3 separate regions of the Sus scrofa genome follow, and regions 1 and 2 are each linked to region 3. The links are chromatin contacts, called in public Hi-C and HiChIP or PLAC-seq maps. All regions are on one chromosome and are shown on one strand. The core of a region is the stretch at or near the end of the contact, and the rest is flanking DNA. Distances in the headings are between cores, read along the strand shown.

What was found. Hi-C and Micro-C count contacts between places; a contact is called where the count stands out from the background. HiChIP or PLAC-seq counts read pairs in DNA pulled down with a chosen protein or histone mark.
Region 1: a Hi-C map of heart right ventricle shows a contact between it and region 3, with 5 times the contacts expected there. The contact joins the enhancer-like site here to the promoter of DDX41 in region 3. A contact is called at or near these places in 1 of 5 promoter capture datasets (fetal skeletal muscle), 2 of 47 Hi-C or Micro-C datasets (blood and heart right ventricle) and 1 of 2 datasets of contacts at active chromatin or transcription factors (skeletal muscle).
Region 2: a contact with region 3 is called in an H3K27ac HiChIP or PLAC-seq map of skeletal muscle. The contact joins the promoter of FAM193B here to the promoter of DDX41 in region 3. A contact is called at or near these places in 1 of 5 promoter capture datasets (liver), 12 of 47 Hi-C or Micro-C datasets (embryonic fibroblasts, epiblast stem cells, heart right ventricle and 3 more) and 2 of 2 datasets of contacts at active chromatin or transcription factors (alveolar macrophages and skeletal muscle).

Annotation. Positions count from the first base shown.
Region 1 is chr2:80,495,530-80,498,229 of Sscrofa11.1, forward strand. It overlaps DBN1 (drebrin), which reads left to right. Exons shown (of 14, transcript XM_021084369.1): 14 at 1-268. GRK6 (G protein-coupled receptor kinase 6) reads right to left here. Exons shown (of 17, transcript XR_002341730.1): 16 at 1,352-1,998; 17 at 576-1,142. PRR7 (proline-rich protein 7) reads right to left here. Exons shown (of 3, transcript XM_021084393.1): 2 at 1,352-1,998; 3 at 576-1,142. The coding sequence starts at 1,766. The coding sequence ends at 745. Among named protein-coding and RNA genes, the nearest start is that of PRR7, 12 kb to the right of the region's middle. Within about 2 kb of position 1,427, at least 40 of the 83 cell types and tissues checked have an H3K27ac peak or open chromatin away from gene starts, as enhancers often do. A contact at or near this core is called in skeletal muscle, where this site is marked.
Region 2 is chr2:80,395,102-80,397,801 of Sscrofa11.1, forward strand. FAM193B (family with sequence similarity 193 member B) reads left to right here and starts at 1,270. Exons shown (of 11, transcript NM_001243850.1): 1 at 1,270-1,565. The coding sequence starts at 1,356.
Region 3 is chr2:80,431,743-80,434,442 of Sscrofa11.1, forward strand. DDX41 (probable ATP-dependent RNA helicase DDX41) reads left to right here and starts at 1,323. Exons shown (of 20, transcript XM_021084371.1): 1 at 1,323-1,945; 2 at 2,033-2,143; 3 at 2,426-2,585; 4 at 2,666-2,700. The coding sequence starts at 1,919.

The DNA.
Region 1 (2,700 bases), core at 177-2,676, 64 kb after region 3:
TTCTCTTGACCTCCCCACCTGGCCTGAAGGAAGTAGCAGGCCCAGCTGGGGCCCCTCAGCTTCCTGGCCCTTTCCTGCCCCCTCCTGCTGGGCAGGTCCCAAGCTGGAGGCCCTAGGCGTGATTCAGGTCAGGGCTATGGGTGGTCCCTCTTCACCTCCTCCCTCTTTGCTTGGGTTCCTTTTTCACGTTCAGTAACTGTTTTTTGGAAAGCACAAACTTCTGTAACAGGTCGTGCTCATGTCTGTTAATAAAGAAATCCAGATCCCTTCGGGCCTGCTGCTCCGGGCCTCCAGGGGCTGATCCGGGGTGGGCTGCCTGCCCTAACCCCATTCCCAGCTTTTCCCACATCTAAAGCTGCAGGGGGTGCCTTTAAGCAAGACCTCATGGGCAAGGAAAGTGGGGTCTGAGGATTCCATGGGGACCAGCCTCTGGTTTGAAGCAGGTTGACCTCAAGTTTAGTTCTGTATCCCCAAGCCAGTTTGTAGCTGAGAGGTGCATTTAGGTTCGGTCCCACCAAGGCCCACAGTCTGGCCACCAGAACCTTGGGCGTAGGCAGTGGGTGCCCCTCCGCTTGTACCAAACCAGATCACACACCTTTATTATCCTCAAAATGTAACAAACGGGGTAAGAAATCCCTCCCCCCAACCCCCCACCCCCACGTCTGCAGTCCAAGGGAAGCATTTAAAAAGCCCCGCAATCAGGCCAGGAGTCCGCGGGTGGGGCCCGGGACGCCGGGCGCCCCTCTATACGGCTGTAGTCCTCCCGAACAAGGGGATGGAGACCGGCAGGCGCCAAGCTCCGGGCTCCAGTGGCTCTCGGCTGCTGAGCTCCGAGTCGGTCCAGCTGGGGAAGACCCGGCGGCCGCGGTCCGCCTGCAGGCAGAGCGCAGGGCAGGGCTGCGCGGGCCGCGGGGCACTGGGCAGATGCAGCGCCGACGTGTAGCCCCGGTCCAGGAAGAGTGGCTTGTAGCTGGGCGGTGGCTGTTCCTGTTTCTCCGCGCTGTCGCGGCGGCTCAGAAAGGGCGTGACGATCTTGCGGTAGAGGCCGCGCGTGTCCGTGAGCACCTCGCTGTAGGGCGGCGGCGGCTCAGCCATCAGCACCGCCTCTTCGTAGCACGGTGGCTTAGACATGTCCGATTCCGCTGCGGAGTAAGAAGCGGTCGGAAGGCGTGAGGCCACCTGTCCCCAAACTCCGGCCGAGGCCTTGGCCAGCCGCCAAGCCCAGACCCCCGTCGGCTTCCTCCTAGGGTCTCCGGGAGGCTGCCTAGTAGAAATCCCGCGGGTCGTCAGCGAGCCTGCCCCCTCCCACCCTAGTGGCCCGGGCCGCCCCTTGGTAGAGGTTGGGACTTACCTTGGCGCGGGTAGCTCCAGGGTCGCGGCGGCACTGAGAGGTGCGGCTGCGGCGGCGGGTGCGGAAGCGCGTGGTGGTGTGCGTGCGGGTGCGCGTGCGGCTGCGTCGGCCCGTGATGCAGCAGCGGGTGCACGTGCACGTGCTGATGGCCGTGCGCCGGCGCCTCGAGGCGGCCGCGGTGCGGTGGTGGCGGCGGTGCTAGGCCCGGGGGGCTCCCGGCCAGACTACCCTCGAGCTCGAGGGGTTCCAGCTCAAGAGCGCGCAGGTTCTGCTCACGCAGTCGCTCCTCCTGGCGCCGCTTGAGGCGGCGCCGCAGGAAGCTGCAGAAGCAGCACAGTAGGACGATGAGACCCCAGATGAGCCAAAAACCGGCAAAGCACGTGAGGAACGTGTAGGTGCCCTGGGACATAACCATGGCGGCGACGCGAGCGGCGGTCCTCTGCTGCTTCACTGGACAATGGGCTCTTCTACGTGGCTCCGGGCCCGCGCCACGCTCCCAGGCGCCGCCAGCGTCACTCGGGGACCTGCGGCCCCGCAGCAGGGCTCAGGTCGTGCGTGCGCCGGTGAGGGGCAGCAGCAGCGGCGCCGGCTCCTTCCCATGGCGTCGGCAGGCGCGCTGACGGGCCTCACCCGGGGCCGCGTGGGACCTGTGGGACAGACACAGGGGGCGGTGAAGGCGCGCTGCAGCCCCCGACGACTTCCCTGCCCGCTCGGGTGCCCCGCGCAATCCGGGGGAAGCCTCCTCTGCGGGAACCCCTGCACTCCGCGGGGCCCGGTGACGTCACCGAGGGGATGACGTCACGCCTTGAGGTTTCCCTGGTAGGGCTTTCCCGGATCTGAGCCCAGGCCGCCGCCGCCTCCCAGACGAGGTGTGTCCAGGACGGCCAGCAGAGGGCGCGCGAAGGCCAGGCTCGGCCTCAGTGCGAGCGTGAGATTCGCATCCGTGGGCTTCAGGGTTCCCCGGCTCCAAAAGGGCTTGAGAGGCCCACAAGCAGACTGCCAAGGCGCTGAGGAGGAAGCACGGCGCGGCTGTGCGGCGGGCATAGGGTGGTCCACCTCCTAGAGCCCCACTAGCTGCTCTCCGGCGCCCAGCTTCAGCTCTATGCATACACACCTGGCAGCCCCTGGCGTCCTAGGCCTTGTACCCGCTGCCACTCCTGGCTGCTCAAAGCGTGGAACATTCCGGCCTGCGCTGTGGCCTCCTGGTTGCCGCCACTCTTGTACTGGTGGCTCCAGAGGGTGGTTCCCGCGGCTACTACTTTACACCAGCCTGCTTTTGTCTGTGCCTTACGCTCCGCGGAGCGTGGATCATCCCTCCTTTTCCTTTCCTCTAGGTGCCTCCGCCTGCT
Region 2 (2,700 bases), core at 20-2,519, 37 kb before region 3:
AAAATAACCCATTTTGACAACTAAATACATAATCATTTTATATATATATATATTTTTTTTTTTTCTGCTTTTTTCCATGGCATATAGAAAAGTTCCCAGGCTAGGGGTCCAATTAGAGCCACAGCTGCCGGCCTACACCACAGCCACAGCAATGTGAGATGGGAGCCGAGTCTGCGACCTATACCACAGCTCCAGGCAACGCTGGATTCTTTTTTTTTTTTTTTTTTTTTTTTTTTTTTTGGTCTTTTTGCCTTTTTCTAGGGCCGCTCCCTCGGCATGGAGATTCCCGGGCTAGGGGTCTAATCGGAGCCGTAGCCACTGGTCAGGGCCACAGCAACTCGGGATCTGAGCCGCGTCTGCGACCTACACCACAGCTCACGGCAACGCCAGATCCTTAATCCACTGAGCAAGGCCAGGGACCGAACCCTCAACCTCATGGTTCTTAGTCGGATTCGTTAACCACTGCGCCACGACGGCAACTCCAGGCAACGCTGGATTCTTAACCCACGGAGCAAGGCCAGGGATCAAAACTGCATCCTCATGGATCCTAGTCGGGTAAGTTAACCGCTGAGCTAGAAGAGAACTCCATAATCATTATATTTTTAAATGTTCCTTTGTGTACCACTCAAAATTCTTTTGCACACATACCATTTTCTTGGAAACACTGACCTAGTACGTACCCCAGTCATCTCATCTTTATCACACTTGTAATTGTGTATTTCCCCACTAGATTAAGGAAGAAGTCAGGTCTGTGTCTCGCTGTCGCAAGCACCAAATGCTAGACTCTGAGTGGACCATACACTGAAAATAAAGACCTAGACAATCCCTTCGTCCCTTTCAGCTCAGGCTATGAACGAACCCATGAGTTCTCGCTACGATGTTGAGCAACCATTTCACCATCTGTAGCCTAGGTTTTCTCTACTGCAAAATGGGAACTATCATACCTGTCACACCATGTGGGTGCGAGGAGTCAGGTCGAGGCCGTGAAAGTAGCGTAGCACTATAGAAATTATTAATTCACTCACCCACTTAACAGCAAGTTATTAAGCGCCCAGGGCTTGTAGCACTGCTACCACAGCGTACACCCTCTCTCATTCCTTGGATCCCAGGGTGGGCGTTTCCTGACCAGGTTCATTCTCCCACGAAACTCCGGGTGGTGACCTTATTCAAAATGGCGCAGGCAGCCTCGAGGGGCTAGTGCGGCGGCGCGGACTCCGCGTGCCCTTTGACCTGCTGGCAGCGGCGGAGGGGGAGTCGGGCGCCGCCATATTGGCTGTTGTCCTGTGAGGGGAGCGGCGGCGGCGGCGGCGGCGGTGGCGGCGCGAGTTGAGCGAGTGAGCGGAGCGAGGAGCAGCATGACTCGGAGGCGGAGCAGGCCGAGCGGCTGCGCGGGCCGGCGCGAGCGGGCGCGGGCCGCGGGGCCGCAGAAGCCCCAGGCGCCGGAGCCCCCGCCGCCGCCGTGCCTGGAAGCAGGAGCGGGTGCAGGATCCCCGGAGGCGTCGGCCGAGCCCGACCGCGACGGCCCTAGAGAGGACGACGAGCTCCAACTGGCGCCCGTCCCCCAGGTAGGAGCGAGAGAGGCGAGTCTGGCTGCTTGGGCACTTTCACACCCCGGAACGGAGCTGGGACGGGCTTGGGGGTGGATCATCCTTATCCGGCCGGAGTCAGAGCCTTACTCCTTAGGACCAGGGCTGAGGCTTTCTCCCCCAAGTTGGGAGTGGAGCCAGCACCCTTATGTCCAAAGCTGAGGCACGGCCCGACCTGTCCTGAGGCCAGGCTGCCTACCCTCTCCCACCGCCTCCGGGAAACGTTCTGGTCGCACACCCACTGGGACTGCGCTTGGATCCTGGGGCCACAGCTCAGCCCTGTGCCCTTCATCTCCTCTGGGCCCACATGCTCCCCCACTCATAGGCTACCTCGGGGCGCTGGGACCTGGAAGGCTGCAGCCTCTTCCCTCTCCCCCTGGGAGCGGCTCCACCCCTTCCCCTCGCTGCCCCCTCGGCAGCTGTGCTCCCAGCATATGTCTCCCGAGGCCTCCCTCCTCTCCTTGCCCAGCAGAGCAGTTGCAGCCGACAGCCAGGCTGCCTAGGAGACTGTTTGGTGGGCCTCCTGCACTGAGGTGGCAACCCTCAGTGAGAGCAAAGCTGCTCTCTCCCCCTATACCCGCTCTCCCGCCCCGCCTCGACCCCCAAGGCGGTCCACCCAGACCCTTGGATCCCTGGGTTTGGCGAATCCTGCTAAGAGTGAGCAGGAGGAGGATTCTCCAAGGCTTCCAGCTTGCCACCTGGAAGAAGGTCACTTTCTTTTGAGCAAAGGAAATAATAGGAGGTACCCTGCCAGTGTTCACTGCGAAGCTGGGGCGGCATGAGCCACAGTTGCTCTGGGAGGGTTATGGCACCTGGGGCTGGGTGGCTCGCCCTAAGCTTGCTCTGACAAAAGAGTTTTGAGTTGGTTTTTTGGCTGAGCCTGCCAAGAAAGGCAGGCTCCTGCAGGAGTCTTGGAGGGTCGGATGCAGCGCCGGATGAGGATGAGGCGTGGCGGAAGATGCGTTTGGCTCTGCAGACACTGCATCGGGCAGCAGGGGACTCTGGGAGGCTGGTGCAGCCAGAAGGCATGGCTCTTGACAGCCTTCTAGTAGAATCCCTGGAATTGTGCATGTGAGTGGGGATGCTGTTTGGGGTACCATTCCCAGAAAGCCTT
Region 3 (2,700 bases), core at 73-2,572:
GTAACTTTTGTGTCTTATGAGATTTCCTGACCTCAAGACCAGTTTTCTGTTTCCATCTCCCCTAATCTGTAAACTCACAAGCCATGTTTGTGTCTTGCTCATCTTTTATCTCCTTCGACACTGGGCACAATGCCCAGCACATACTCATATTTAGTATATGAAGGGGGAGTTCCTTTTGTGGCTCAACAGGTTAAGAACCCAGCATAAGGTCCGTCAGGATACTGGGTTGATCCCTGGCCTTGCTCACTGGGTTAAGGATCACTCATTGTTGCAAGCTGTGGCATAGGCCGGCAGCTGCTCCAGTTTAACACCTAGCCCGGGAACTTCCATATGCCACAGGTGTGGCCCTAAAAAGGAAAAAAATCATATATATGAAAAATCATATGAAAATCATGTATAAGTATTTATGAAAAGAACAGCACTAACCTGTCGCTCCTTTTAAAAAGTCCTCAGTGAGGAGTTCCCGTCACGGCACAGCAGAAAAGAATCCGACTAGGAACCATGAGGTTTTGGGTTCTATCCCTGGCCTCGCTCAGTGGATTGGGGATCCAGCGTTCCCATGAGCTGTGGTGTAGGTCGCAGACGCAGCTCGGATCTGGCGTCGCTGTGGCTGTGTGGCTTTATTCTTCATCACCGTGAACATAAGGTATCACAGGGAGGACCCCTATCCTGGGAACCTCCTTATGCTGGTGGGTGTGGCCCTAGAAAAAGACAAATAAATAAATAAATAATAAAAATAAAAGTCCTCAGTGGATAGTTCCTATTGTGGCTCAGTGGTAAGAAACCTAGTATCCATGAGGATGTGGCTTTGATCCCTGGCCCCGCCCAGTAGGCTAATGATCCGCAATGTTATGAGCTGTGGTGTAGGTTGCAGAGGAAGCTCTGGATATGGCGTGGAGTGGCTGTGGTGTAGGCAAACAGCTGCAGCCCCTAACCCGAAAACTTCCATATGTTGCAGGAGCGACCCTAAAAAGAAAATAAAAATAAAAGGCCCCAATGAAATTGAAATTACTTACCCTGACAGTCTCGGCCCTGCATGCTCTGGATCTACTTTTCCAGCTTTAGCTCTGACTATCCCCTTCTGATACAAGCCAAGTGATCTCTTTGTTCCCTGAGGAACTTGCACATGGCCAGAACTTCACTCCCACTGGACCCTCTATCACGAAGCCTCTCTCTTCCTCTCCTGCACTCCCAGCTCTGAGACTCCACAGATCCAGTTCTCCTAGAAGACTTCTCTGGTTCTCCGATCACTGTCTGAGCTCTGTTACAGCATTTACAATAATAATCGTTTACATACATGTACAGCCCCTCAGAAACCACCGTCATCAGTATTTCATTTATTCTTCATCACCGTGAACATAAGGTATCACACAGATGAGAATCCCAGTCAGGGCGGCAGCATGTGTTGAGTCATTTATTCTGCAAGCCCCACCCTGACCCCTGTGGCCCGTGAGAGTTAATGGCGGCTGGAGAGAGCGGGGCGGGATCCCAGCTGGCCCGGTCCCAGAGCTCCCTGGCCACGAGAGGACAGTGTCCGCTAGCGGGGGTGTACCAGGTAACGTCACGCCTTAGGCGAGGCTGGGCACCTGGCAAGCCGCCCTCTTCGGAGTCAGCAGATTCCACGCTTCAAACAGGATCGGCTTGAGCCTTCAGCGCATGCTCCAAATTTTGCAGCGTCCAACGGTGCCTTGCCTAAGGCTTTAGCTCTCAGCCCTGGCAACAGCTGCGTAGCCGCCCACAGGGAACTGGGATGCGGCTCCGCCAGACAGGGACTCAGGAGAAAGTTTGTCCCTCTGCGCGATCCGGCACTCAGGTCGCTGCTAGCTGCCGACGTCTGCTTCTTCACATCTGATTGGATAGCATCATAGGAAAGGCGGGGGGCGGGGGTTTGCCGTGGCGCGCATGCGTATAGCAAAGAATGGAGGAATCCGAACCAGAGAGGAAGGTGGGAGCTTTGCTCGCTGGGGTCCGCGTGGGTTGCGAGTGGTAATGAAGTCGGGGAGTCTGGGCCTTGACTCGTGTATATCTGCAGCGGGCTCGCACCGACGAGGCAACTGCCACAGGAAGCCGCTCCGAGGCGGAGGATGAGGACGATGAGGATTATGTACCCTACGTACCACTGCGACAGCGCCGGCAGTTGCTGGTCAGGGCCCTGGGTCGCGGGGACGAATGAGGGCAGGAATGAGGGTTTGGCTGTGGCATGGGGGATGGCCCCAGGTTTGCAGAGTGAGGTGTCAGTATACAGGAGCATGGTCCCCAGGCAAAGGGGGGAACTGGTGAGGCGACGTGATCTGAGGGATGGGGCAGCTCTGCACCTCGGGGCACAGGATCCTCTCCCAAGAGCCAGGATCCTGACACCTGCCCCTGGGTCCAATGCCCCACTCTGCATTGGACTCGGCTCTGAGAGGCGCTCGTGGAACCTCAGCTCCAGAAGCTGCTTCAGCGAAGGCGCAAGGGAGCTGCGGAAGAGGAGCAGCAGGACAGCGGCAGCGAACCCCGAGGAGATGAGGACGACATCCCGCTGGGCCCTCAGTCCAACGTCAGCCTTCTGGATCAGCACCAGCACCTCAAAGAGAAGGCTGAAGGTGAGTTGGGCAACAAGAGGGAGGCTCAGCTTGGTACATTGCTTTAGTGTCTTTCTGACACCTTCTGCTGCTTTTGTCAGCCCGCAAAGAGTCTGCCAAGGAGAAGCAGCTGAAG